7 separate regions of the Mus musculus genome follow, and all the other regions are linked to region 1. The links are chromatin contacts, called in public promoter capture Hi-C maps. All regions are on one chromosome and are shown on one strand. Each heading gives the region's core, a stretch centred on a gene start, on an enhancer-like site or on the middle of the called end of the contact. The rest is flanking DNA. Distances are from core to core; before and after follow the strand shown.

The links. Promoter capture Hi-C pulls out the DNA fragments that hold promoters and counts their contacts.
Region 2: a promoter capture Hi-C map of trophoblast stem cells shows a contact between it and region 1, with 16 times the contacts expected there. The contact joins the enhancer-like site here to the promoter of Igfbp1 in region 1. A contact is called at or near these places in 13 of 39 promoter capture datasets (the 3T3-L1 cell line, 3T3-L1-derived adipocytes, the HPC-7 cell line and 7 more) and 1 of 484 Hi-C or Micro-C datasets (the AML12 cell line).
Region 3: a promoter capture Hi-C map of trophoblast stem cells shows a contact between it and region 1, with 10 times the contacts expected there. The contact joins the enhancer-like site here to the promoter of Igfbp1 in region 1. A contact is called at or near these places in 12 of 39 promoter capture datasets (the 3T3-L1 cell line, cranial neural crest, embryonic stem cells and 6 more).
Region 4: a promoter capture Hi-C map of liver shows a contact between it and region 1, with 5 times the contacts expected there. The contact joins the enhancer-like site here to the promoter of Igfbp1 in region 1. A contact is called at or near these places in 5 of 39 promoter capture datasets (the SN4741 cell line, cranial neural crest, hippocampal neurons and 2 more).
Region 5: a promoter capture Hi-C map of liver shows a contact between it and region 1, with 5 times the contacts expected there. The contact joins the enhancer-like site here to the promoter of Igfbp1 in region 1. A contact is called at or near these places in 8 of 39 promoter capture datasets (the 3T3-L1 cell line, cranial neural crest, embryonic stem cells and 4 more), 1 of 115 datasets of contacts at active chromatin or transcription factors (embryonic stem cells) and 1 of 9 other capture datasets (embryonic stem cells).
Region 6: a promoter capture Hi-C map of liver shows a contact between it and region 1, with 6 times the contacts expected there. The contact joins the enhancer-like site here to the promoter of Igfbp1 in region 1. A contact is called at or near these places in 7 of 39 promoter capture datasets (3T3-L1-derived adipocytes, the SN4741 cell line, cranial neural crest and 3 more) and 1 of 115 datasets of contacts at active chromatin or transcription factors (embryonic stem cells).
Region 7: a contact with region 1 is called in a promoter capture Hi-C map of liver, with 17 times the contacts expected there. The contact joins the enhancer-like site here to the promoter of Igfbp1 in region 1. A contact is called at or near these places in 18 of 39 promoter capture datasets (the 3T3-L1 cell line, 3T3-L1-derived adipocytes, the C10 cell line and 13 more), 25 of 484 Hi-C or Micro-C datasets (the AtT-20 cell line, the Ba/F3 cell line, the C2C12 cell line and 17 more), 3 of 115 datasets of contacts at active chromatin or transcription factors (astrocytes, cardiomyocytes and liver) and 2 of 9 other capture datasets (adipose tissue and embryonic stem cells).

What each region holds. Positions count from the first base shown.
Region 1 is chr11:7,195,830-7,199,463 of GRCm38.p6, forward strand. It overlaps Igfbp1 (insulin-like growth factor binding protein 1), which reads left to right and starts at 1,958. Exons shown (of 4, transcript NM_008341.4): 1 at 1,958-2,502. The coding sequence starts at 2,130.
Region 2 is chr11:8,928,636-8,932,269 of GRCm38.p6, forward strand. Pkd1l1 (polycystic kidney disease protein 1-like 1) reads right to left here. Exons shown (of 52, transcript XM_017314870.1): 17 at 2,914-3,056; 18 at 720-840. Gm40814 (MLV-related proviral Env polyprotein-like) reads left to right here. Exons shown (of 2, transcript XM_030246476.1): 2 at 1-640. Among named protein-coding and RNA genes, the nearest start is that of Gm40814, 9.6 kb to the left of the region's middle. Within about 2 kb of position 2,081, at least 8 of the 459 cell types and tissues checked have an H3K27ac peak or open chromatin away from gene starts, as enhancers often do. A contact at or near this core is called in trophoblast stem cells, where this site is marked.
Region 3 is chr11:8,845,657-8,849,290 of GRCm38.p6, forward strand. Pkd1l1 (polycystic kidney disease protein 1-like 1) reads right to left here. Exons shown (of 52, transcript XM_017314870.1): 47 at 3,262-3,402. Among named protein-coding and RNA genes, the nearest start is that of Gm36772, 48 kb to the left of the region's middle. Within about 2 kb of position 1,930, at least 36 of the 459 cell types and tissues checked have an H3K27ac peak or open chromatin away from gene starts, as enhancers often do. A contact at or near this core is called in trophoblast stem cells, where this site is marked.
Region 4 is chr11:8,687,274-8,690,907 of GRCm38.p6, forward strand. No RefSeq gene overlaps it. Among named protein-coding and RNA genes, the nearest start is that of Tns3, 25 kb to the left of the region's middle. Within about 2 kb of position 1,783, at least 83 of the 459 cell types and tissues checked have an H3K27ac peak or open chromatin away from gene starts, as enhancers often do. A contact at or near this core is called in liver, where this site is marked.
Region 5 is chr11:8,633,819-8,637,452 of GRCm38.p6, forward strand. All of the region lies in intron 1 of Tns3 (tensin 3), which reads right to left. Among named protein-coding and RNA genes, the nearest start is that of Tns3, 29 kb to the right of the region's middle. Within about 2 kb of position 1,638, at least 84 of the 459 cell types and tissues checked have an H3K27ac peak or open chromatin away from gene starts, as enhancers often do. A contact at or near this core is called in embryonic stem cells, liver and stem cell-derived epiblast-like cells, where this site is marked.
Region 6 is chr11:8,567,472-8,571,105 of GRCm38.p6, forward strand. All of the region lies in intron 4 of Tns3 (tensin 3), which reads right to left. Among named protein-coding and RNA genes, the nearest start is that of Tns3, 95 kb to the right of the region's middle. Within about 2 kb of position 1,915, at least 73 of the 459 cell types and tissues checked have an H3K27ac peak or open chromatin away from gene starts, as enhancers often do. A contact at or near this core is called in the SN4741 cell line, embryonic stem cells and liver, where this site is marked.
Region 7 is chr11:8,508,168-8,511,801 of GRCm38.p6, forward strand. All of the region lies in intron 16 of Tns3 (tensin 3), which reads right to left. Among named protein-coding and RNA genes, the nearest start is that of Tns3, 150 kb to the right of the region's middle. Within about 2 kb of position 1,889, at least 13 of the 459 cell types and tissues checked have an H3K27ac peak or open chromatin away from gene starts, as enhancers often do. A contact at or near this core is called in liver, where this site is marked.

The DNA of each region.
Region 1 (3,634 bases), core at 708-3,207:
CCAGGTATTCAGTATATTTACAATCACAGCTGCTTTTGCTCAGCAATCTCATATCCTCCCAATGTTCCTTAGTGCGGCAGTTTTCCTTAATTGAAGAACATCTTTTGTAAAGATTATAGGAAAGAAAGAACTGCTCTGTGTGGCTCACGATGAGCTGAGCTTTTCAGGGACTGCTCCAGGACTTCCTTATCCAGTGTCTGACTGTGGACATGTAGGCTGTGTAGGGACAGCTTTAGAGTGAGCTCTGTCTGTGTCATCATCTGTAGCCACAGGCTTTCACAGACTTCTGGCCTCTGAGCCTCAGGGTCCCTTTCTCTTAACACCCAGCTCCTTCAGCAGTGGCTGTAGGCAGAACAGTGGCAGTGCCAGAAGCAGAGTCAGTACAGGTCCCCTGTCTCTCTCTGGAGACAAGAAAGGTGCTTCTGTGGTCGGATGCGAATGGTCAGCCTGCGCCTGCTGCCTTTTGCTTTGTGATGAAGCTGAGTTCCTGAATTCTCTATCCATATGGGGACTCTTCCTCAGTCTTTATCTGGCATAACCTACCTTCCCACCCCATGAGTCCTCTCTCCTGGCAAGTGTGCTGCTCACTGTGGCCCACTGGCCTATGCCTCTGATTCCTTATCTGCTAGGCTTTTTCTGTACCTCGAATTAAAAAGCCAGCCAGTCACTATTAACATACCTGCTCAGTAGTGGGCACCTATGCTGGTTTCTTTGAATGAGAGGGCAGACATTGGTAGGCGATGCATCGGTGCACATGTGTTTAAAGTGCTTTAGTCAAGTCACCCAGGAAGCCATCCCCCAAGGCCAAGCTTCAGGGTGCAGTGATGAACTGCTGGGTCACAGGGATGTGAGAGTTTGTCCAGGGTGTTCCAGGGCAGTCTCTGTGACCTTGACCTAAAATCTCCTGCAACCTTTGCCTTCAATATCCTCCTCTAGAGCCTGGGGCTAAAATCTCCAAGGCTTTCTGAAATGCCATGGCTAAAGAAAGTGAGGGGCTGGATAAGCACGCAACACTGTGGTACAGTACAGTTTTCAGGGTTCTACCCCACCCCAAAGCAATACCAAAAAGGACAAGGTAAGAGGCTCCAAGCTGTTGCTAGAGGTTGGTCGCTCTGATCTAGCACCCAGGTCAGCAGATAGACACAAAGGTATGTGGGAGACAAAAATCTAGACCTGGGGACTTAGAAGATATTCACAGGCAAGGAGGGGGGGGGGTGGTCCATGATCAGTTTTCTCTGGGAAGTTTTGGTGAGATTCCAAGGTGAGTCCTATTTCAGATTGCCCTTAAACATTTCTGAAGTTTTCCTTGTGATATAAAAGAATGAAAAAATGATGCAGAAAAAGCTGTCAGACTTGATCGTTGATAAGCATCTCAATTACACTAGACCATTAGACTGTCAGAGACAGCTTGGGTATGGCGATATAGACCAAGTGCCCGGAGTCCTAGCACTTTCTCTCTTTGAAGGCACAACTGTTCTTTTGGAATTTATAGCCAGGAGCCAGGAGGTGAACTACGGATTTCTTCCTTTGATGGCTAGAGGCTTCCTGGGGAGGGAGAAACAACTGTGGGCATTGTCACGGAGAGCCCCACTCTTCCCTTCCCTTTGGGGCCTGAAGCCTTCTTGGTCTAATCTGTTCTTTCTTTAGTCGCTTAGGTTTTCTGTGAGCCTGGCCGGCTAGGTCTTTGATTTCCCCTGAACAAAAGCAAGTGCCCTCCCCCATCTGGCTAGCAGCTTGCTGACAGAGTTGGACTTTAGCTCCTGTCCCAGTCCATCACCACGGGACAAACATAGTAGAAAACCTGATCCCTTTACCCCCTTCCACCCACGGTTTGTGTAGAGCTCACAAGCAAAACAAACTTATTTTGAACACTGGGGTCCTAGCACGCTGCCCTGACAATCATTAACCTGTGCCGCACAGCCAGCCCTTCATAAGGCTCTGGGTACGACCAGCCAGCATGGTCCACTGCCCGCGGAGACACACACCCAGCGAGCATTGAACACTGCACACGGCCGTCTGCCCAGAGAGCTGTGACCACCATTGCCACTACTATCTACTCAGAAAGTCGTGACCACTGAGCAACTGCTGCCTGTCCAGAGTCTCATCCACAGCCTGCTGAACCAGTTGCGATGCCCGAGTTCCTAACTGTTGTTTCTTGGCCGTTCCTGATTCTCCTGTCCTTCCAGATTGGCGTGGCCGCTGGAGCCCCCCAGCCATGGCACTGTGCTCCCTGCACTGCTGAGAGGCTGGGGCTCTGTCCACCCGTGCCCGCTTCGTGCCCCGAGATTTCTCGGCCTGCAGGCTGTGGCTGCTGCCCGACATGTGCCTTGCCGATGGGTGCTGCCTGCGGTGTGGCCACTGCTCGCTGCGCCCAGGGACTCAGCTGCCGTGCGTTGCCAGGAGAGCCTCGTCCCCTGCATGCCCTCACCCGTGGTCAGGGAGCCTGTGTACCAGAACCTGCTGCACCCGCCACGAGCACCTTGTTCAGCTCCCAGCATGAAGGTACTGCAGTCCATCTCTGCCTCTAGATCTCTTGGCTGGGACATACGTGCTTCCTAGGCCAGCAGAGGCCTATCGGAAACTTATAGCAGATAGGGCAAAGGCACTCTTGGCCCACTAAGAGGTTTAAGCTGTTATAGTCAAATAAATCTCTCAGTGAGGTCCATCTGTGTGTGGTCTTGCCCAGGAAACATCCTAGAAGGGGTGGTCCAAGCACCCCATGTAGAGTGGAGAGTTGTGAAGAAAGTTTGCAGGTTAGGTAGTAATGATCCTACTCGGTCTTTCAGTGGAGGTGGAGGGAGCTATGGGGCTGCCAGGTGGGTGGGGTGCTGGCTCAAGCACCTCCGGCCTCCTCCTGTGGGTTCTGCCCTTGGCAGTTCCAATGGCTGGAGGGTCCAGGGAGGTTTAGAATGGGAGTCCTCCTGCTGCCCCCAGGAGGTTTGCAATGTCCTTTGTAGCATATATCCTGCCACGCCGTATGTGCTTCCCAGATGTTTACAGAACATAATGTGAAAATTGAGGCCCAGACCTTCACTTCCATTCATCGCTATAGACAAACAGTGTTTGATGTGTACGTTGCCTGCTAGGAGTCTGACAATCAGGCTCTTTCCTGAATTTAAGCACTGGTTTGTTTGTAGTAGGAAGCTTGGAAAATGCCTCTTCCTCTGCTCCAGCCCCTATCTCCCCATCTGGGCTGCATGCACGTCCTGTGTGGGTGTGGAGGAGCCACGTGGTTCCATATTCTGATGGGAAGCTGTACTGCAGGCATCTGAGCCTTTCAAGTGAATGAAGTTAGAGCTACCCCAATGGTCCTGAGTGGGGGGTGGGCCCTCTTCATTGATATCTGATGATGGCCTCCTCTTCGAGAGGCCACCCGAGAGGTGACTTAGTGTGCAGGAAAGCAGGGCTCCCAAAAAAGAGCAGGATGGTGGTCTAGGTGGGGAAGGCTACATTCTAGAACTTTCTTCTAACTAAACTATACCTGTCCTGGGGTCTTACTAGACTCTTTCTGTGGGGTGGAGAGGAGGGCTGAGGGGTCAAGGCTCACCACTGATGGGCTCAAGCCTTGGCCTTAGTCCTTGGCGTCTTCAGGTTATATCCTACCCCACTCTCTCTGCCACCCCAGAATATTGCC
Region 2 (3,634 bases), core at 831-3,330, 1.7 Mb after region 1:
GGCATGAAAAAGTACCAGAGCTGAGTTCTCAAAAGTTACAAGAAAGTTCAGTTAAAGATTAACAGTTAAAGATTAAGGCTGAATAATACTGGGACAGGGGCCAAATATCGGTGGTCAAGCACCTGGGCCCCGGCTCAGGGCCAAGAACAGATGGCTCTCAGACGTCAGTGTTAGCAGAACTAGCTTCACTGATTTAGAAAAATAGAGGTGCACAGTGCTCTGGCCACTCCTTGAACCTGTGTGTCCGCCAATGTTCTGACCAGGTGTGTGCCCATTGTTGAACCTTCATTAGACCCTTTCCTCGTACCCCTCCCATACCCATTTCTTGAAAATAGACATTGTTTAGAACTAAAAAGTCCCACCTCAGTTTCCCCAAATGACCGAGAAATACCCCAAGCCTTATTCGAACTAACCAACCAGCTCGCTTCTCGCTTCTGTAACCGCGCTTTTTGCTCCCCAGCCCCAGCCCTATAAAAAGGGTAAAAACTCCACACTCGGCGCGCCAGTCCTCCGATAGACTGCGTCGCCCGGGTACCCGTGTTCTCAATAAAGCCTCTTGCTGTTTGCATCCGAATCGTGGTCTCGCTGGTCCTTGAGAGGGTCTCCTCAGATTGATTGACTACCCACCTCGGGGGTCTTTCAATAGTTTTTAGAAACTGGAGAAAAGGTTGGAGAGATATGTAGGCAGATCTAGTAACATGCTGGGCTCTGTGACTTACCTTTGTAATTGTCCGAAGAATCACCAGCTGGCAATAAAAAATAATGCTGGGTGTCTTGACCACGGTACAGGGTATGTGAGGAAGTGTTTCCTATCCGGTAACGAAATTCATAATGAAAGTCCTATGATCCAATCATGGGAGAAAAAAAGAAAGGAAGGAAGGAAGGAAGGAAGGAAGGAAGGAAGGAAGGAAGGAAAGAAAGAAGGAAAGAGAGAGAGAAAGAAAGAAAATTGAATACAACATGGGTGGCATTGCCCAATCAGTCCCATCTGCTGCTGCCCTCATGGCCACTGCTGCTCATGTGTTACAGCCCAGACCAAGATGCCTGCATCATTCTCACTGCATAGGCACACAAGAGAGAGAGGTTTTCTGGCACAGTGGGACTCTTCTGCTCTTAAGCCAAAGGGCTTCTTACATGAAGCAGGATTCCACACTTGGGTCAGCTAGCTCATTTTGTCTTTAGATGCTACATCCCATTCCAGTAGTGACAAGCGCGACAGGCCCCCCAAAACCTGGGCGCTGTCCTGAGGCGAAAAGTTCACAGAAACTTAGTCTCCTGGAACCTTGGCTTCCTGTATAACGAATGTTCCAATGTCCTTGCTTTAGTTGGTAAACGGATCTGTGTGCTTTCCCTTAATATTGCTTTATTATAAGTGCTTCTAAGGATTGATATTTTGACATATAGCTAAATTAGATTCTAGGCAGTCCTTGATCCGACCCTAGGCATGGATAGCTAAGTCACTGCCCTACACAGGAATTTACCAGTATCTAGAAAGAAGGAAGTTTGTGATCTAAGAAGGAACCAAAGTAGATACTTAGAACTATAGATAGCTGAGTTACACCCATACACAAACAAGTATTTACAATGGCCTAGGGGGAACTTGGACTATACAATAGAATAGAAACTATGGCAAGGGCACGCAAGAAGCCCTTGGCCCTGGCTTCTAAGATTAAGCTGACCTTAGGTGGGGCTGTTTTTGTTCCCAGTTGTTAACATTGAATTTTATCCCAGTTGTTGCAAGCCAGTCCTTCCTGTTTGCATTCCTCTGTTTTATGTAAGGATCCCATAACCTCATTGTACCTTTCAGGTGTGTCACCTAACTTCCCTATTTTCTTCTATATAAAAAGCTTGATGCTCGATTTGACAAGTTACATTCAGATCCACACTCCCTTGTGTCAAGTCTGTTTGTTACCCCAATTCCCGCCGACTCTATCCCCATCTGCTGGAACCCCTGATTCCCAAAGATTGAGAATTAGGACAAAGGCCCCATCTGTGGCATTTAGACACCCTAATACAAGAGTTCTCAACCTGTGGGTTGTGACCCCTTTGAGGTTTAATGACACTTTCACAGGGGTTGCCTTACACCATTGGAAAACACAGATATTTAATTATGATTCATGGATGGGGTCACCACAACATGAGGCACTATATTAAAGGGTCTCAGCATTGGAAAGGTTGAGAGCCACTTCCCTAACAGTTGCAAATCAGACTTTTATAGTACCCTCACAGTGACAGCAGTCCTGTGTCTCAGCTCTCCACAGATAGGCATGATACAGGCATGAGGACCAGGAGGGGGCATGGAGATGCCCTGTGCTAGAAGCTGAGGTCCCAGGAACTGAGCCTTCACAGAAGGCCCAGGCCTTACTTCTCTGTGCATGAGGGCAGGTTTCTGAGAAGGAACCTGAGCAGAACAGGTCAGGGGCAGGTAGCTTCTGTCCATAGCCAGAGGACAGTGACTGAAAATTCACAGCCTCCTACTGTGCTGCCACCTGATCTCAAAGGTGGCCTTAATCCCTTCACACCCAATTCTCCTTAAAGCCTCACAAGACCCTGTACAAAAAGTCACAATGATTTCTTCATTGCCCAAATTAGGACAAAGGGTCAAGTGTAGGTGAGAGACACATCCTGGAGATGGGGTTAGGACTCAGGCTGAGCTTCCCACCCCCTACTTGTATGCTTATGGGCAACAGATCCTCCTGACTTCCTGGCAACCCCCTGCAAGGATCCTCTTTCTGATGAGGAGGCTGCTCTCACGAGTAGGGGAAGGCTCCCATTCATGCAGGAGCAACTTTCCCATATTACAGGACAGGCCCATCCCTGCAGCCCGCCAAGTAAGGAGCTCCCATGACTCCCAAGAGTTGTGGCTACTTGCATTCCTCAGGACAGACAAGGGGTCTCAAGAATCTCACATACCGGTTTCCCTGACATGCAGAAGACACTGAAGATGGTATATGCCTCCATACCATGGTGGGGTCGCACCTGACAAGACATGTCCTGCGGAGCTTGGTTGACCGTTAAGTAGAGCTGAGCCTTGCCCAGTAAGACATGCTTTGAAGCTAAGAGAAAGACAGGGTGGGTATTTCAGCCAGGATAAAGAGTAATAGTGGAGAATATACATACATACACACACACACACATATACACACCACACACGCACACACACACACACACACACACACACACACACATACACACACATACACAATTTCCCATGTCCTCAGAATGTATCTAGAATGTGCTATAAAGATCACCCTAAAAATTCTGAGCAGATGTACAACAGGCATAGTTATTACTCCCCAGTAATTAAAAACCATGTTGTCTACTTTCTGCTTTATTAATATCAGTCTACACTAATTATTATTATTTGTATTTTTTTTAAAGTAGCATATTCTGAGGATAAATTCTGGGCTGGAGCTTTCTCTATCACATTGCATGACTCCTCATCTGGTCCTATGGGGACTGTTTATGTAGCCTCCAGTAGGTTGAACATTGCCTGTGTTCCTTTCTTAACAGTTATGTGATTATGTCGACTACAGAAAATAGGCCCTTTAACCCAAGCCAAATCCAAGAGGATGGAGTGACTAGTTCTGCCTTGATGTCCAGTCATATCCCTGGAGAAGAAGATGGGGTTTGG
Region 3 (3,634 bases), core at 680-3,179, 1.6 Mb after region 1:
TCTTAGGAGGTAAGTGACCATGACATTGGAGAGCACACCTATGACCTCCCTAGGGACTCCTTTCTTGTCTATATCTGATTGGTAGGCTACCAGAAATCCTTCTTAACTGTTTTCATTATCATATTTATTTATAGGATACATATCATGTGCCTAGAGGGATATGCATATATCTTCTTCTTCTCTCTTATCCTAGAAAACACCTTAAATTTTACAACATGTATTTCAAACTTGAGAAAGCTTGTTACACTTGTACAGTTAAATAAGAGCTGAGGCTGAGGCTGTAGGCTTCAGCTACAAGCTCATCTGGTCTAAGACAGTGACAGGCCTCTCAGCCATCACAGCTTACTACTCAGGTACCTGGCTATAAGGTCAGAGGCTGTTACCAGTGCTGTTTCTGAGTGGACTGTGATGCTCGCTCTCTTGGAGCATGAGTGGGGTCATTTGTGGTATACATGGGTCACCATGACCTGTTTTACTAGATAGTATGTTACTTGATGGATAGATGTCTCTGTGAAATATGCTTGGCATACCTGTGGTCACTTCAAGACAACAAGATGAAGCTATGCTTGGGAAAAACAGAGATGATTGAGACTGTAGTCAGCACTGGCAAGGCGAAATACAATGTGAGCTCTGGGCAGAACTGTAAATTTAATGATAGCTGCAATTTAGTTGGCAAAAATAAGCAGGGAAATTTACTTTGTGTTTTATTTAGACCAATATATGTAAAATAATATATTCAGCAGAAAATAGAAATTTGCATACCAAACTTAGCCTCATGGAGTGTTAGAGGTACCCAGCTTTGACCAGTTTGAGCTGTACCACAGGCACTGTGTGTGAAAAGAATAATTGGTTTTCTAGTGGTTGGGACAAATGATGCAGGACCAGAGAGTGTCAGGCAGGACAAAGCTTTACCAGGACAGCTCTACTCAAGAGCTAAGTGAAGGCCCAGAAATTGGTACCTGGCTGTAATAGAATCCCTAGGGAAGAGGAAGTCATCCCAGGCAAGATTCTGGCAGCAGCAAACATGATGAGAAAGATAGCACACTATGAAGAAGGAAGGCTAAGAAAGGTGAACCCATTTCAGAGACCCAGTGCTCACTAAGAGTGTGCTGACAGATTCCCATGTCTCCTCACTACATGCCTAGAAGAGCTGCTCTGCCCACCTCAGTGAGAAGAGCATCCTATAGAGAGTTTCAGGAAAGCCAGCCCAGTGGGCTTTCAACACAGGCAAGGAAACTCTAGGCTCTAATGGCATCAGAATCCAGAGAATGTATAGCTGTGGTCGAAGGGCAGAGTAGACAGTGAGCTGAAGCTCCCTGGCAGAAAAGAAATGCAGATGACTATAGACACACAGGAAAGGTAGACCAGAACGCCTACCAGTGATGAGACAGTAAGGCCCCATGCTGATGCTGGGGAACAGTAGGGAACAAACTGGTAAACTTCCTTCCTAGTGCTTCTGGTCTTTTGGTGTATGAGAGAGAACCAAGTAATAGTGTAGCACACACATCTCAGTAGATGCAAAGTCCTTGTAAGAGGGCCCTAGGGTGGCTGAGAACAAAACATCCCAAGACAAAGAGAAGCCATTTGGAACAGTGTGAGCTCTGATCCTGTCTGTCTAAAAACAGCGAGTCTTCAAACACCAAAGCCTATGGAGCCCCAGGAAGCTACTCTCAAGGTTCTCCCAGCTGTGAATAATGTCTCTCCACACAGACTAAATTCTAGTTCTTTGGGGCAGCTTTGCTGAGCCTTGGAAGATGGGCTTACTATGACTTCTAGCCTTCCATTGCCCCAGCCTCCTGCCTCTGTAGGAAAAAAAGGATGCGTGTCTTGATTTTTGTGATTGCCACACTAGATTCCTACAAGTTGTGGAAATTACAATCTAAGATGTAGAAGTGTCTGGAATCCTTCTGCTCCTGGTGCTCAACACAGGATGGCCTTTGCTGCTCTCTGTGCATGGATCAACAATGTGCACAATGAATGTGTTTCACAGTACCATGGAGGCAAGGACCCGGCTCAGTAAGGGAGTGCCAGCTGCTCATGATGTGAAGATATCTACCTGGTTTGTGCCTAGCCTTGCCACTCATGGGTGCCTATGGAGCTCAACACCCCTGAGTAGGAAGTATAGCCTCAGGGCTTCCCTTATGCAAGTGCTCCGTTCCTTGGCTGGGGTGGGAGGGGCAGGGCTGACTCATGAAGTCACAGTTCTAGTGACAACTACAATGGGGAGAGGATAGTTATTTTTGTCTTTCAGGAAGAATCTGCTTAGAACACTCAAAGCACATCTTCCCCCAAGACTGAAGAGTCTCTGATGTCTCCATAGCTTGGCCACTCTGGCTACAGAAAGGTCCTTCCACTCTCTGGGCCTTTAGTTTCCCCAGCTGCAGTGGTTACGTTAGGAACAGTCTTGTGTTTCTGCCCCAAGGTTTGCCCAGATTATAGAGGGTGGGAAGGCAGAGGAGAAGATGGGTAGGAGTTGATATGACCTCTGAGGAGACAGGAACAAGAGTGGTACCACTTATCCAGGAAAGGAAGGGTGGAGCTGTGGTAGAGGAAGACCACCAGCCTTGTGCCCTCTAAGGCTCCCCACACAACAGAAAGGAGAACTGGGTCCAGGGTGCTTCATACAAGTAGGCAGAGTGAAGTTAAAGAGAGGAGGTAGAGCTGGGAACACTGTAGTTAGAGGGGAACAAGTCCCCCTTCTTTTTGGGTTGTTCCAGGAGCAGCTTGCCCAGGGTGTAAGGGTACTCTAGGTATGGAATGGCTCTGGGTCACTGACAGATCTCAAGGTATGTAGAAAAGAAGCTTAGAGAATCTGTGGGGTAGAGATACAGGGTCTTAGAGAGGGTATTTCTCCCTTTCATGACCCCTGTTTCTTTCCCTGAGTCTCATGGTGATCACTTATTGGAAACATCTCTGTCTAAGACCATCACCAGCTAGAAAGAGAGGACACATGATGTGTCTATGCATCATGTTAGTGCCAGCCTCCTTACTGTAATTGATGTTGGCTGACACCTGCTTCCTCACGCTGCTGTAAGTCCATGAGTTCTACTTCACACAGCAGGCATGGAGGCCCAACGAGTGGTCATGTGGGATGGTCTTCAAATCTCACTACTCTCAGTACCACTGTCTGTGAGCATACAGCAAAATTCTACAGAACACATTCATCACCTTGATCCCTCTTGTCCTTGTGTGACAGATGCCATAGAACAATAACAGCTGTGGCCTCTTTCTGGGTAGCCCTGAGTCTCCTATTGTATGTACCTGATGCCATGACACCATCAGGCCGATGTCCACAAGCCTCTGATAAAGTCCTTTGTGGAACTGGTCGGTGATGTTCACAGCAAGAGTAGTGAGGTGACCAGAGGCTGCATAGTAGGCTATTGCTACTCCAACCATAGAGAGCTGCAAGACGAGAAGAAAGGTCCTTCAGTTGGCCAAGGGAAGCCTCAGCATCCCTGACACTCTGGTGACAAGTTGACTGTCAAACATGAAGTTGGTGGTTGAGGAGACGACTCATTTGGTAAAGGGTAATCACATGCCTGTAATCTTCATGTGGGGGAGACTGAGGCACGTCACTTCCTGGGCTCACCAGTCAGCTAGCCTATTCTACTCAGTGATTCCCACACCAGGGAGA
Region 4 (3,634 bases), core at 533-3,032, 1.5 Mb after region 1:
CCAGGTGATTCAGCCTTGTGTAGGTTACCAAGATCACCCATCCCACCCAAGATCACCCATCCCACCCAAGATCACCCATCCCACCCAAGATCACCCATCCCACCACCTTCCCTAGGGCTCCAGGGCTCTATCCTGCCGGAAGGGAGAGTTCATTAAGTTTGGAATTGATGTTTGAATCTCTGAAAGTACTCTAAGAGCTGACAGACCATGATACCATGATTGGATATCAAAGAAATACAGAAAGCACATTGAAAAGTCAGTCTTCGTAGAAATGGTGAGTTGAAGCTTTCAAAGTACACCTTATTTTCACCTTCTGAGTTGAGTGCTAAAACTGACAACCATTAAAGTGTTATCTGGGTCTGTCCTGGTCAGGGTGCTAGACACAGACTAGAAATCCCGTGACTCCAACAAACACTCAGGGTCCTCACATTTAAGGGGTCCTTCTTAATGCCCTCCTCAGTATTGTTGTGTGGGGTTCAGTACACTGGTGCTGGGCATGGACCTTACATAATATGGCACCTTAATCAAACTTGGATGCCATCTGGGGATGTGCCTGGCTTCTGAATGGCTTGAATGTGAAAAGAGAGTATATCTTCGAACTCTAAGAAATACTCAAGGCGTGAGGTCCCCGTTTACTCAGCGCACATTCTCTGGAAGAATAAGCTACAGTAGAATTCAACGCTGACTTATACCTCCATTGTTGCACCTTCCTTCAAAGGTGGGCCTTAATTTACTGTCCTGTCAATTGAGTTTGGGCTGGATTCATTGATGAAGAACACTGCCTGGCAGGGGTAGTGGTGTGTGGCTTTGGAGACTGGGTCCAAAGAAGGATTGGTGGCTCTAGGCCTACATGGCTGACATTGGGGAACAACACCTATACAGTACATCAAGGGTTAGCTTCCTGGAGTAGCCTATGTGGGAAGAAACTGAGGTCTTTAGTCAAAAGCCTGTGAGTGAACCTGAAGTCAGAACTCCAGTGCTGGAGGAGCCTTCCTGTGATGCAGCCCCTGCAGGCAGCCTCCAGAGAAGACATGAGCCAGGACTAGACAGCCAGACTCCATCTGCATTCCCATCCACAGGAGGCAGGCTATATAGTGGTCATATGGTGCTGTGCTAGTCTCCATGAGCACTCTCAGACAGACACACAGGGCCAGGTAAACCCCAAACTTGCTTTTTACAGACACTGCCCTCTTACATTAATACCCAGGAGACTAAGAAATTTGGGGTGACCCTTGGAAAAGGGGATCCTGAAAGGTATCGATGTGAGCAGAGGCAGAACCTGAGGATCTAGTCTAGCCTAGTCACTGAGTACAGTTGCAACGCTTTGAACAACTCTGGTCTTGCAGAACAAGTTACTGCATTCCTGTGTGAACCCAGTTGCTGACCTTCGGGGAAGGTGAACTCATTGGAAGGGTGAATAAACAGTTCAAGGCGATTGATGCCCCACGAGGACTGCATGGAGTGCATACTGGGATGGGGCCTGGGGCAGTGCAGACTGGAATCCTACAGGACTAAGGACTAGGGGAGCCTCCATGTCTGCTGCTAGCTCCTTGGGTTGGGCAGAGAACCAGAAGAGGACTGTCCGGGTGTGTCAGTAGTGGTGGGCTGCAGAGAGGTTGTTGGGTTAGGAAGGGTGCTTCGTGCCTGGGCAATGGGCAGCCACAGAAAAGTCTAAAGGACATGGTGGTTTTAAGAAGCCGATGGAGTGGGGCAAGGTGTGGGTGAGAAGCTTCTGAGGGAAGTGGGAGGTTGAAGGAGGGAACCAAAACCATGCTCAGCGCCATAGAAAGTGATAGAGAAACCGAGCAGGTTCCCATTTCGGGGTCATGTGAAAATCCCTGCTGCGTGAGTCAGGGGTCTCTGCTAAAAATACTTGTTACCCTACACATCTTCACCCTTCCAGACAGCGTCTCAGCCATAAGGAGGCAAGCTCACTGCCAAAGGCTTGGTTTGCACTGGACCTGGTCGGGGATTGTCACCAGAAACTTTTAGGGCTTGGCCTATTTGCTCACTTCATAGCTGAGAACACAGAGGAGTGGTTAGAAAAGGTTCGGGGCACAGTGGCTACAGGGACGCTGAAGCTAGGTCTGCCTGGCTCCAGAGCAGGAGGCTGTCAAATGCTCCAGGTCAGCCTGTAGCTGGAGGTGATCCTCCTGCCTCAGCCTCCTGGTGTTTGGATTACACACGTGTGCCACAAAGCCACGTTTAAACATATAAGGCTGTTCTCCAATTCTGTGAGGGAAGAATCGAATGGGTGGACGTACTTGGGAATCCACACAGCCGCTAAACAAAATCGTGGTCCCACCGCAGCCTCTAACCTTCAGACTGTCCCGCCCCAGGCTCTGCCTCCTTCAACCACAGCCTCAAACCTTCAGACTGTCCACCCCCAGGCTCTGCCTCCTCCAGAAAGTAAAAAGGAGCCTGCTGTTTCTTGTGTTTGTAACAGCCTTAACGTCTCTTTCTGTTTTTTTAAGGAACATCAACAACCCACAAAAAGGAAGAGGGGGAGGGGCAAAGGCAGGAAGGGGAAGAGTAAGATATCCATCAATGTCTTTCTCCTCTAATTTTGGGTCAGTGCTATCTCAGTCAGGGTCACCATTGCTGTGATGAGACACTCTGGTCAAAAGCCACTTGGGGAGGAAAGTAATTTTTTGGCTTACACATCCTGAATCATAGACCATTGAGGGAAGCCGAGGCAGGAACTTAAACTTGGAGGGAACCTGGAGGCAGGAGTTGATGCAGAGGCCATGGAAGAGACTGCTTGAAAGCTGCTTTTTTACAGAACCTGGGACCACCAGCTCAGGGGTGTTTCCACACTCATGGGCTGGGGGCCTTTCCCATCTATCACTAGCATCACCATTCCTTTCACTAATTAAGAAAATGCCCGCCGGGCAGTGGTGGCACATGCCTTTAGTCCCAGCACTTGGGAGGCAGAGGCAGGCAGATTTCTGAGTTCGAGGCCAGCCTGGTCTACAAAGTGAGTTCCAGGACAGCCAGGGCTATACAGAGAAACCCTGTCTCAAAAAACCAAAAAAAAAAAAAAAGAAAATGCCCTATAGCCTGATATGGAGGCATTTTCTAAGTTAAGGCTCCTGCTTTTCAGTTTGTGTCAAATTGACATAAAAATTAGCCAGGACAAATGCATAAGGCTTGATGTTAGAGACATGCCTGGAGCTTCACTGTCTAACTGTCACTGTGCGAAATTGGAATTTCATCTCTCCGTCTTAGAGGTCCACCCCCCTCCCCCAACGCGAGGCAGACAATACTGCCATCTCCCCAAGGAATGTGAAAAGCTTGTACCAGTCCTGGGCCATCACAGCCGCTCCATCCAGAACCAATATTAACATTCTTGTTACAGCTACCATCAACTCTGAAGTTTCTTGTCTTTCAGGCTTACTCAGAGAAGATCGTGGGATCAGAGAGTAAGATATGGTGTGGCCAGAGGGGACTGGCATTAAAATAGTGAATGAGAATGCTCGATGTAGAAGAGGTGAAGGGCAAGCCTTACTGGAGCCTGCCCAGAAAGGATTCCAGCTTAGCAGCTGAGCATGGAGGGGGAGCAACTGCTGCTGGGAAGGGTGGTCTGTGGGCACCTAATCAGCTTATCCAAGGAACATGCGCAGCATCTGGGGAG
Region 5 (3,634 bases), core at 388-2,887, 1.4 Mb after region 1:
AAAACAGCTACAGTGTAATTACATATAATAATAAATAAATCTTTAAAAAAAGAAAAGAAAAGAAAAGAAAAAAGAGTCTGAGAGAAGTAGAGAAGTGAGAGTGGAGAGGTGATCAGCACCATCCTGGCAGGGGTGGGGGCAGGGTGGGGGCTGGGGGTGGGGGTGGGGTGTTCTGGGATTGACCAATGGGTACAAAGTTTTAGATGCCAACAAGTTCTGGGGTTTTATTGCACAGAATTCCAGAGTTGAGAATAGCATATCATATGTTGCAAGGTAGAAGATTTCAATGCTCTCACCACAAAAAATAATAAGCATCTAAGATGATGACATGCTAATAGCCCTACTGTTATCAGGATGCAATGCACATTCATTAAAAACCCCACGCTAGAGCTGAGAGACACACACCACTGTGTTCTATGCATATGTACAATTTCTATGTTCAAACTAACCAGTGAAAGTTAGAAATCAAACCTAACTTAAAGAAAACCTGTGCAGTTTCGCCAGGCCGTCTGCTAAGGAGAACCTACCGAAGCCTGATTTACATCCAGGTCCTGGAGGGCACAGCCAGCAGTTCCTCCAACATGGAGACACTCTTGGCTGTTCCTAGAGTCCACAGGGAGACCCCTGGATTACCCCTGGTCCTTTCAGGCCTCCTCGGCTCTTCCAGACCAGAAACAACCCAACTTCCCCTGTTGGGGCCAGCACACAACAACAAAACCATATATAGACCCTGAGCAGGGAAGACAGCACATCATCAGAGGGGCCTCCCAGGGCCAAGACAGGCCATAGTGACCCTCAGACACCCCTGAAGGGAGTGGACAGAAACATCCTAAACTGAACCAACTCTCCCTCAATCATTTATAGCACAAACCCTGGGGCCAGCTCCCAGATGCAGTATGTCTTCAAAATCCCCCATGGGGCTCACAGCTACAGCTGAGATGACACACTAGGAGCAACGGACTTGGGAACAAGAAGCCCAGAGCCTGGGACATTCCCCCAGCAGGCATGCCTAAAGGGAAGTGGGCAACACACAATGGCCGCAAAGACCAGGATGCCTTGGTAGACTCCAGCCAGTCCAGCAGTGCAACCACCGGTTTATTATTAACTTCACTGAGTCACGGTTTCTTCATTGGTTACTGCTGAGCGATCTCAAAGACTTCTACTGAATGTTAATCAGACACTCCAGGAGGGGTTATGTTCCCGGCTGCCAACTCCCCCACCCCTCCCCAAGCCCCACCCCCAGTTCTGTTTTCATCAACACAACAAGTTTTAGCTACTTATTATCAAAGTCTTCCGAAGGTGAGACTACTGCTCAGGTGGCTGTGAGTCAGCATTTTCAGGGAGTCCAGACTCACAGCAGTAACATCCCCCTAACCCCACCATGGAAATGGCCTTGAGGTTCAGCCCCCAAGTGTTCATGAGTCTGGCAGAGCACTGATACAGGAGGCCAACACATAACTACCACACAAGGGGCACCCCAGCCTCCCACCTCCTACCCCTACACAGCTACTCAGCAAAGGCAGGAGAGCAGGACAAAGAGCTCTCAACTTACCAAAGAGTTTGAGTAGTTGCTTGTCATTTTAAAACATCACTGGAAGCTGGGCGTGGTGGCGCACGCCTTTAATCCCAGCACTTGGGAGGCAGAGGCAGGTGAAATTCTGAGTTCGAGGACAGCCTGGTCTACAGAGTGAGTTCCAGGACCATGCAGAGAAACCCTGTCTCACAAAAACAACAACAACAAAAAAAATTCACTGGAGGAAAAAATATGTATAACACAGGACTGGCAATCTTCCTAATCATCCTTTATTTAAAAAAAAAAAAAAAAGAAGAAGAAGAAGAAGGGGGAGGAGGAAGAAGAGGGGGAGGAAGAGAAGAAGAGGAGGAAGAAGAGGAAGAAGAAGTTGAAGTTTATAGCCATCACTGTCCTCACATTGGGCGGAGATGGCACTGGCTTGGTCAGTATCCCTTTACTGCTATATCTACGTCTCAGCTCAGGGCACACCAGCCTGCAGGAACGGGGTGGGTGTTCTCACTGTGTCCCTCAGACCGCATCCCATGAGTCTCACACAAATGGCATTAGAAAAGGAGTGTGTAAATCAACAGAGACAGCCACTAGGTTTAAGGTGACTGTCACTGGAGGCCACACCCCTGGGTTACACCCAGGGTTGGGTCTTTGGAATGCAAGGCCTCCTATCAGCTGCCCTTTGAATTTCTGATTAGCTGCTTAGGGACCATTTCTCCATTCATGCATTCCAGAGCTTACTGGACAGTGGAAGGGGCAGAGACTCCTTAAACCTAAAGTGACTAAAGGGACTTTCCTCCAGAAAAAGAAAAGAGAGAAAGCCATGTGGAAGAATGCCCAGAGGATAGGGAGAGGGAGTTTGGAGCAGAGAACCCAAGGAAGAACTAAGGGACTCAGGTACCCAGCACTCCAAAATGACAGGGGCTAGGCATCTGCAGGGGACCTCGGAGGCAACATCCCCAGTGAATGGCGCATCAGACATGAGGAATAAAGAACAAGCCTGCATCTGTCCAAAATGTGGAGGGCACAGGGAGTCATGACACCAGGAGACTCTCTTCCCAGGCTGTCCTTGTCATTATTTTGGTTCCACCAGCCAGAAGACCTGACTACATTGTGCACCTGCTGTTTAAGAAAGAAAGGTGGGGGCTGGAGAGGTGGCTCGGCGGTTTCGATTGCTCTTCCAGAGGTCCTGAGTTCAATTCCCAGCAACCACATGGTGGCTTATAACTATCTGTAATGAGATCTGATGCCCTCTTCTGGGTGTTTGAAGACAGCTACAGTGTACTCGTGTTCATAAAATAAATAAATCTTAAAAAAAAAAAAAAAAAAAGAAGGAGGAGGAGGAAAGGTGAAGGTCAGAGGGACTGCAAAGTCATGGCTACCCCCTGAACATAACCCTAAGTCTAGACTGTTGCTCCAGCCTTGGCCACTGTAACACCAACACACACAAAGGCAAATAGAGGCTAGTTCAGAACAGCACTGGGCACTCAGTGGCACCATCATTTCTGATGCACACTGCAAGACCCAAGCCTCGTGACTCCAATCATGTGATGCTGGCCCAGCACCTCCTCCTAAACACCTTCTCTGTCCTCTCCATCCCTGCCTTTGGCAATAAAACCTGCTATGGAGCATTCCAAAATAATCCCATCCAGACCCTCCTTCCTCAACTGCTCTAAAGACAGGAGCAGAGGGTAACTGTGGTGTCCTCAGCACAAAGGGTCCACTGCATCCCACTGAGACATCCAGCCATGGCCTCGCTCCAGCTCCTTAGACCAGGAAGGGACACTCATGTCTTCCTTGCTCACCCCCAGTCATCCTCCCCAGCGTATTCCAGTTTCCAGCAATATGTGTGCACACTCTCTCTACATGCACTGCTCTCGGAAACCCTATGTCTCATTTCAGTTCCCTGTCCAGACGGTCCACTGTGGGCATACTGCAGAACTGTCGCATCAGCTGACAACCCTTCTCCCCATGATGCTTACTGGGGAGTTTGTATGTGTTGGTGTCACAGCTGTACAATGAATGGCCAAGTCTGGAGCAGTATCGTAGACTTAGGGGTTACGTTCAGAACTGGAAATGGTAGCCTTGGCTCGGGGTCCCTCGTATCAACCC
Region 6 (3,634 bases), core at 665-3,164, 1.4 Mb after region 1:
TTCCAAATAGACTCTGCAGCCACAGAAGATATCAGTCCAGGTGGTCTACCCCTATACGTCAACGAAGCAGGGTAGAAATAGGCCACCAGAGCCACTTGTCAGTATGGAAGGAACTTGAGATCAAGTCCTGGCTCTCAGACTGGCTACTGATACAAATTCTGGGAACAGTGCACGGTATCTTGGTGGTCACATCTCTTGATGGTAAAACGCCCTCAGACCATTGAAATACTATGCCAACAGATGTCCCACATGACTGGGAGTTTACAATGTCACCAGGCCATAGGCTAAGAGCTTTACAATTTAAGGAATAATAAATAAGTAAGGTATCCAATAGGTAAGGACCTATGGCTGAAGACACCACACACTTTAGTCACAGGACACTGAGAAACAAAGTAGGTACTGAGCTGGCTAGCTTTCACAGTACTAGACTGGAAGATACAATGTAGGCCTGGGCAGGCGGGGAGGGGGGGCGATGAGGATGGGGGGGGATCATCAGACTTACCCACTTGTGAACCCTGTGAGCTACAATAATGACCCTGGTGAGGCAAGATCTGTTGCCCATGGGTGCAACAATAACAAGAATGTTGCTTTTGCTTTCCAGTTAGAGTTAAGGCTTGCACTGCAGGCTGAAAGACAGTACCAGTATTAAGTTTGTAAATCTAACCAAGAACCTACAGCTGGGAGCTCACGGGCCCTAGAGGATAACTTAGTATTTTTCTACTAAAACAGACATAATTAATCAACTGCCTCTAAATTCAGATATCTGTACTCATAGATCAGTCCGCTCTCAGGCCACATCGGAGGGATCTCTGTGTAGTGGACACTGGTTAGCACAGAAACTCACAATGCGTCCAAGTACAGAGAGTGGATGTCAGTGGAGTTGTCAAACACAACTGGGACATCTATACCACTCAAGGCTAGGAAACCACTGCAGAAGGGCGAGGGAATGGAATGATTCTAAAAGCCAGGGAGCTGGGGAGGTTGGAGTGAAAAACATCTTCTGGATATAAGAGTAGAGAGCAGTCCATGAGCTCCACCTCCAACTGAGGGGCTCCTGAGAGATGACGGCATCTGGGTAAGGCAGAGAGCCATGGTTTTTAAGGGTATAGCCCCTGGTAAGTTGATAATGGTGCAGTGAATGGCCCCACACATAGGAGCATACATGCGCATGTATGTGCATGTATATGTATATGTGTATATATGTGTTATATAGATAGATATAGATACATATATGTGTGTGTGTGTGTGTGTGTGTGTGTGTGTGTATCAAATTTGACCTCAGGTTATTTTAAAAAATAACAGCATGAATTTGAAGGGGATAGGGAGTTGGTTTTGGTCTGGGAGGGGTTAGGGAAGGAATAAAGTAAAAATGATCACAATAAATTATATGCAATTCTCAAATAATTAGTAAGGATGTTTTCTAAAGGTTTGGGGGGGGGGGAGAATCCAAAACAAATAAATATTTGATCACGCCCGAAGTCACAGTTCTGTCAACAGTCACACGTGGCCATTGTCTTCAATGGCCCCACATTAACATGCATGGCGGGCCGTGGAAGAAAGGAAATCCCATTGGCCATCTTGTCTGGCTTACTGCAGGGCAAACTAGCCTCCAGACTTGGCAGCATTCGAATCACTCAAACCCCTGCTTCCACGAGCCCCTCAGAAAGAAGCTGGCTATGCCACCCTGGGGACTTAGGTCATTATTTAAGAGAAATCAGCTCAGGAACTGGTCCCCAGGGAGCCAGAAGAAGGAAAGGGGGTGGGGGCTAAAGACAAGAGCTGTCACCCTGCCAGCCTCTTCCCTTCTCTACCAGCCCCAAAACTGCAAACACAGTGAGAGGACAGGATGGTAAGAACCGAGCAATCACCTCAAGTGTAACCAGGGCTGCAACCCAGTGTGGGCATTTAATCATTAGCTAGGGCTTTGTGCTCCCTTTGTGCATAAGCTGACGCCACCAAAGGTCAACATGTCCTGGCCTTGCCTCACAATACCTCCACCTGCAGAGGGAGAACAAAAGCTCAAACAAGAACCAACCTGGCTTTCAAAGACTGGATGACAAAGGCAGCCAGGGGAGGCTGGCATTGTTGGGTGCATCTGTAGGGGGATTTTCCATTTCCCAGTAGGACTTGTGCTGAGATGTGTAGCTCCCGGCTACAGTTGACAGTGCTCAGCTTCCAGGAACCTCCTCTCTGGGACTGCCTTTCCCAGAAACCCAGAAGCCTAAACGCCTCACAGTTGGACACAGTCAAAAGATGGATGTTATTTTAGGTGTGGGAGGGGATGGTGAAATCAAAGAAAAAGAAGGATCAAAGTCTGGATTGTGGTTGGATGGGAGGAGCCACAGACTTCTCAAAGATCTGTGCCTCCAGGGTCACCGCATCTCAGATGTTTTGGAAGAGAACTGAAACAAGACACTGATGAACAAAGATCTGGGCTGACGTCAGACATCCCAGGGAAGCAACCGTGAACACTGGCCCAGCCCTGGCTGGCCTACCAGCATCCTGGCATCCCAGGGAAGCATCCATGAACACTGACTGGCCCAGCCCTGGCTGGCCTACCAGCATCCTGCTCACAGAATCGCTGCTGGCTACATAAGGAACTCCTGGGAGTCTGGCTTTGCTGTCCTGGCTTTCCCTGGAGAAAGGGGTGTCACGGTCCTGTCCAATGCCGCAGACAGGTCATAGACAAAGGTTGCTTCTTAGTTTCCATGGGTGACCTATCAGTTCTCTTCCTGGCATGGGCCTCACACAGAGCATCTCTGAATCCATGCTATTCCTACATACTATTCCTAGGAAGACTATTTCACTGCTCTGCAGCCAGAGTGGCCTCTTCTCCCATCACTCCATAGTTCTCTGGAGAACAATTAAGTAATATGACAATGGTCCCAGAGTATTGGTTTCCTGAGGCTACTGAAACAAGAACCCTGCACTGCATACCTCCAAACCACGGGAGTTTATTTCTTCCCACATATGGGGCTAGAAATGAAAGACTGGGGAGTCAGCAGGGCCAAATGCAAGACTGGGCCTGTCTCTTGCATCTTCACATGACCACTGCAGCCCCGGGGATCCGGGGATCTCTGCCTCTGTCATCATCACAAGGCCTTTTCCCTGCATATCTCTATGTGTGCATGTGGGCCCATCCTCACCCTGCATGTTCACACTCCTAGACTTACAGGTCTGAGATAGGTGTGACTGTTAAGGAAACATCATTTTGAGTTGTTCCTACAACCCTCTAACTTCCCAGTAAGTGCCAAGGTATTGATGGAGAGATACAGTCCTCACACTGACTATCCATCTATTGGGACAATAGAATTAGAATTTCTCTAAGAATCGAATGCTAGAAGAAATGTCTGAAGCCTGGTGTCAGCCAGAGGGAAAGCTGGTCTCATAAAGGTATTTCACACAGTTCTGACTACTGATCAGACTCTGTTGTAAAAGAGACTGGAACCCAGACAATGATGGGCTAAGGACAGACAGGACCATGCCATGACCAAGACTGCCTAGTTATGCAAACTCTTGCACTCTATTTAAAACTAAGCTTCAGTCCAAGAAGGCAGACTCAGTAGTCATTGAACCTCTTGATTTCTTCTTCTCCCTGGTGTGACTATATTGGTAAATAAATCTCTCTCTGCTT
Region 7 (3,634 bases), core at 639-3,138, 1.3 Mb after region 1:
TGTGCATCCAAGGGGGCCTCAGAACTCTGCTCTATCGAAGGAGCACTCTCCACACAGTCTAGCTCCTGAGAAAGGAACACCATGTATAAACAGACCTTTTATCCACAAAAAGTAGCCAAAGCTGTTCCTATTCACAGTGTAAACCAAGCAGGTCTAAAATCTGAGGTCCCTGGATGCATAACATTGAATATAGCCATTAAAATAACCTTGAATCTCTAATAGCTTGGTGGCCTAAAAGAGAGGGGGGAAAAAAGTCTTACAGTCCAGGAGTCTTATAATCCAGGCTCAATCTAGTTCAAGGGCAAAGCACACTCCCTGCCTTGACCTTTCCTTCTACCCTCATGCCCAGCCCTTCACAGGACCCATAAGACTCAAAACTATTTTTATTCTCTGTCCTGGAACCTATAGGGGGAAGCAAGACTGTTTAAATACTGCAGGGTGTGTTTGATATCACAAGTCTTGTGTGCAAACCTTAAAAAACAATCTCAACTCTGAGATACCAGAAAAAGGCACACAGGGCAGTGGTTTCCAACTGCCAATGACTGAGCTCAACCTTCAGATAAAGTTCTACGTAAGAAGCCAATATGAAGACTATAAAGAGGTAACGGTGGGACCAGAGGCTGAGGGAGGGCTTGCATAGGAGGCAGGATGGAAAAGGGATGCCCTTTAAGTATCAGCATGAGGTCTCGAAGCTGCAGAACTAAAGTCAGAAAGCCACTGGCCCTGGAAATGTCACTGGTCCAAAACAACTCCACCATCATCAGCAGGAGACGCTTCCATAAGACTAAGCATGTTGGTCCCCCAGTCCAGAGCTTCAGGGCACAGGGAGCTAGACATGTAGCTCTGACAAGCAAGGCAGGGTAAGGATGCTCGGCTACACAGAAGACCTGTCTGAAAAGACTGTTCTAGATGAACCTTTTGTTTTTTTAAAGCTCCTCCCTTTGCCCTTAAAATGCATTCACAGACAAATTTTCTCTCCCTTGACTCCTTAAAAGAGAAGAGTGCACAGGCCATAGCCCCACAGGCTTGATCTCTATTCCTTTCTTGGTACATTTTAAATCTCCAAGAGAAAAGAGGGGACTACCATTCAGCCAAGTGTGAGAGGAAGGGGTGGATGTTCCAGGGGTAGGAACACATGAGCTAAATACACAAGGGGAAGAGCCACTAATCACAGCTTCCTGTCTCTGCTGTTTTACATCCCATGGACCAAATACTGTAGTCAAAAGCTTTCCCGGACTTGGCAGAACTGAGAAACACAAGACCTCAGGCTTTGTAGAAATAAAGCTGCAATCTCACATCTCCCTGGCATTGTGAGGGATGGTACTCCCATGGAGGACGCAGAAGAGAGCCAGGCAGGTGGACCTGCGACATCACTGGGCAGCCATTTGTACCTTAATGGAAGGAAATGGTGGGAAGTCACAACAGCAGAGTTTCCATACAAGACTTGAGGTGTGAGAAAAGAAGCTGTATGGAAGGAGCAACAACCTGGCTCCAATCTCAGGAAAGACAATGAAAGGCAAAGCAAGAACTTAGCTGCTATTCCCACAGGTGCGACTGGAGTGGAAAGGTCCCCAGCCCCGGGGATAGAATACAAGGCTAAGACTGAGTCACTGTGTGTGTTAGCTAAGAGGGTGAGGTCATCAGAGAAAGCTAGAGATGCAGTCCGTGACTGCGATGCAGAGGGGAAACTGGCGTGAGAGTGATGTTGCATGACAGCTGGACTACAAAGACATGGAAACTGTAGTGGGACAGATGGACCACCCCAGCCTCCATCACCTGCCAAACTCTCATGATGCGCCCTCTGGAAGGTAGAGTGAAGCACCCGAGGGTGTTTCAGGAGATGGTGCTCCTGCTTCCTCCTGGGAGGGAGACCTCAGGAGAGTGCATAGGCTGGAGACTGAGAGGTGAGGGCAAAGGTCAAATCCACTGAAATCTCAGTGCCACCTCTCTATCCTGGGGCCATCACTTCAAAACTCATAAGATTCTTGCAACACTACAGAATGACACACATTTTCAGACAGTTTTTCTAGCACCACTTGGGAATTAAAACAACAACAGCAGCAACAATAATAATAAAAGTCTTCTTAATGGGATGGAAGCCAGGGCCTGGCACTTGTCCTTTGGCAGCATCGACATCACACTTTCTTTCCCAACAGGTTCCATCCATTTTCAAAAGTCAATAGTCCATGACTGGATTACAGCTCTGAATACTGAGCAGAGGCTTCCCAGGGGTCAGACAGCTATTGAGAGCCACTGCCCTCAGCTTTGTCACCCTGCACCTAAAAGTGCCACACAACTGTTACATCACAGAGTCAATGAAAGGAGACCTTTGGAGCCTGGGTGGCAGCAGAGTGTGGCCTCAATTTATCAACAAGAGGAGGAGCTCTTTAAGAGTAGGATTGGCTACCCATAGGGATCATTGTCCCTTAACAGCATAAGGTGTTCCGTGAAGTGCTTTTCACCTAACCAGCTCAGCAGGCAGGACTCAGAAAGGGCTGAGTGTACAAAGGGCTGAGTGTACATTAAGAACGCTGTCATAATAAAAAGAGTGATTGTAGTAAGCACAAACAAAAATTAAGTTGAGAGATTTTTAAAGGCAGAGTTCTCACAGACCATTCTGATCCAAATACAGAAGACTATGAAGTATAGACAGGCACAAGGGCCCTGCCACAGTCCTGGCTGGAATGTGAAACGTCCCCATTTGTTCACGTTTAACTCAATTCATACTCGTACCACTGTTTTGAAGGTTGGGAACCCTATGGGTGGTGGGGATGGATGGATGGATGGATGGATGGATGGATGGATGGATGGATGGAAGGATGGTAGGATGGATGGATGATGATGGATGGATGGATGATGGATGGATGGATAGTTGGATAGATGAAAGTAGCTCACTAGAGGTTAAGTCTTTGAAGGTTATATCTGCCCTGGTTCCCATCCATATTTTTTGCTTCTTGCTGGATGCCACAGAAACAGCCTTATGCAAGCTGCCATCACCAGTCTTCCCTGTCGGAATGGACTGAGAACTCTCTGCAAGTGGGAGATGAAATAAAAAAACCTCTGGGGCTTTATGCTGCTTCTGCTGGGCATTTTACAACAGGAACAGGAAAGCTAACTGACCCAGCAGCACTATATAGAAAGTTCTTCCATAGCTTGCCTGCCCTATTCAACCTCAGACTAGCATCGCCCTCACCATTATCCACCATGGCAAACAATCTCCCCCCTGGAACACACACCTAGTCCTCATTTGCTTTCCCATACCTCTGCCTGCCTCAACCTCCTTATGCAGCTATGCTAGCTGTGTTGAGCTATGGCACACACACTCCCATCAGTGATATTTCCAGCAGATATCAAGATCTTTGGAAAATCTCTTCATGACTATTTATGCCACAGAAATAAGATCTAGAGAAGTTCTATCTGACAGTCACCCATTCATGGAGTAGGGCTGTAGCCAACACCAGGTGAAGAAGAAACATATCTCTGGATGCTCCACGGGAGCATCTCATCCTACCGATGAGGAACTGCCCAGGAGGAACCCCATGATTCCCAGAAGTTAACAGAAGCACAGGAATACTGAGCAGTGGATCTGGCCATCTTAGGACTGCAGATCTGAATGCCCTTTGGACTGTCTACT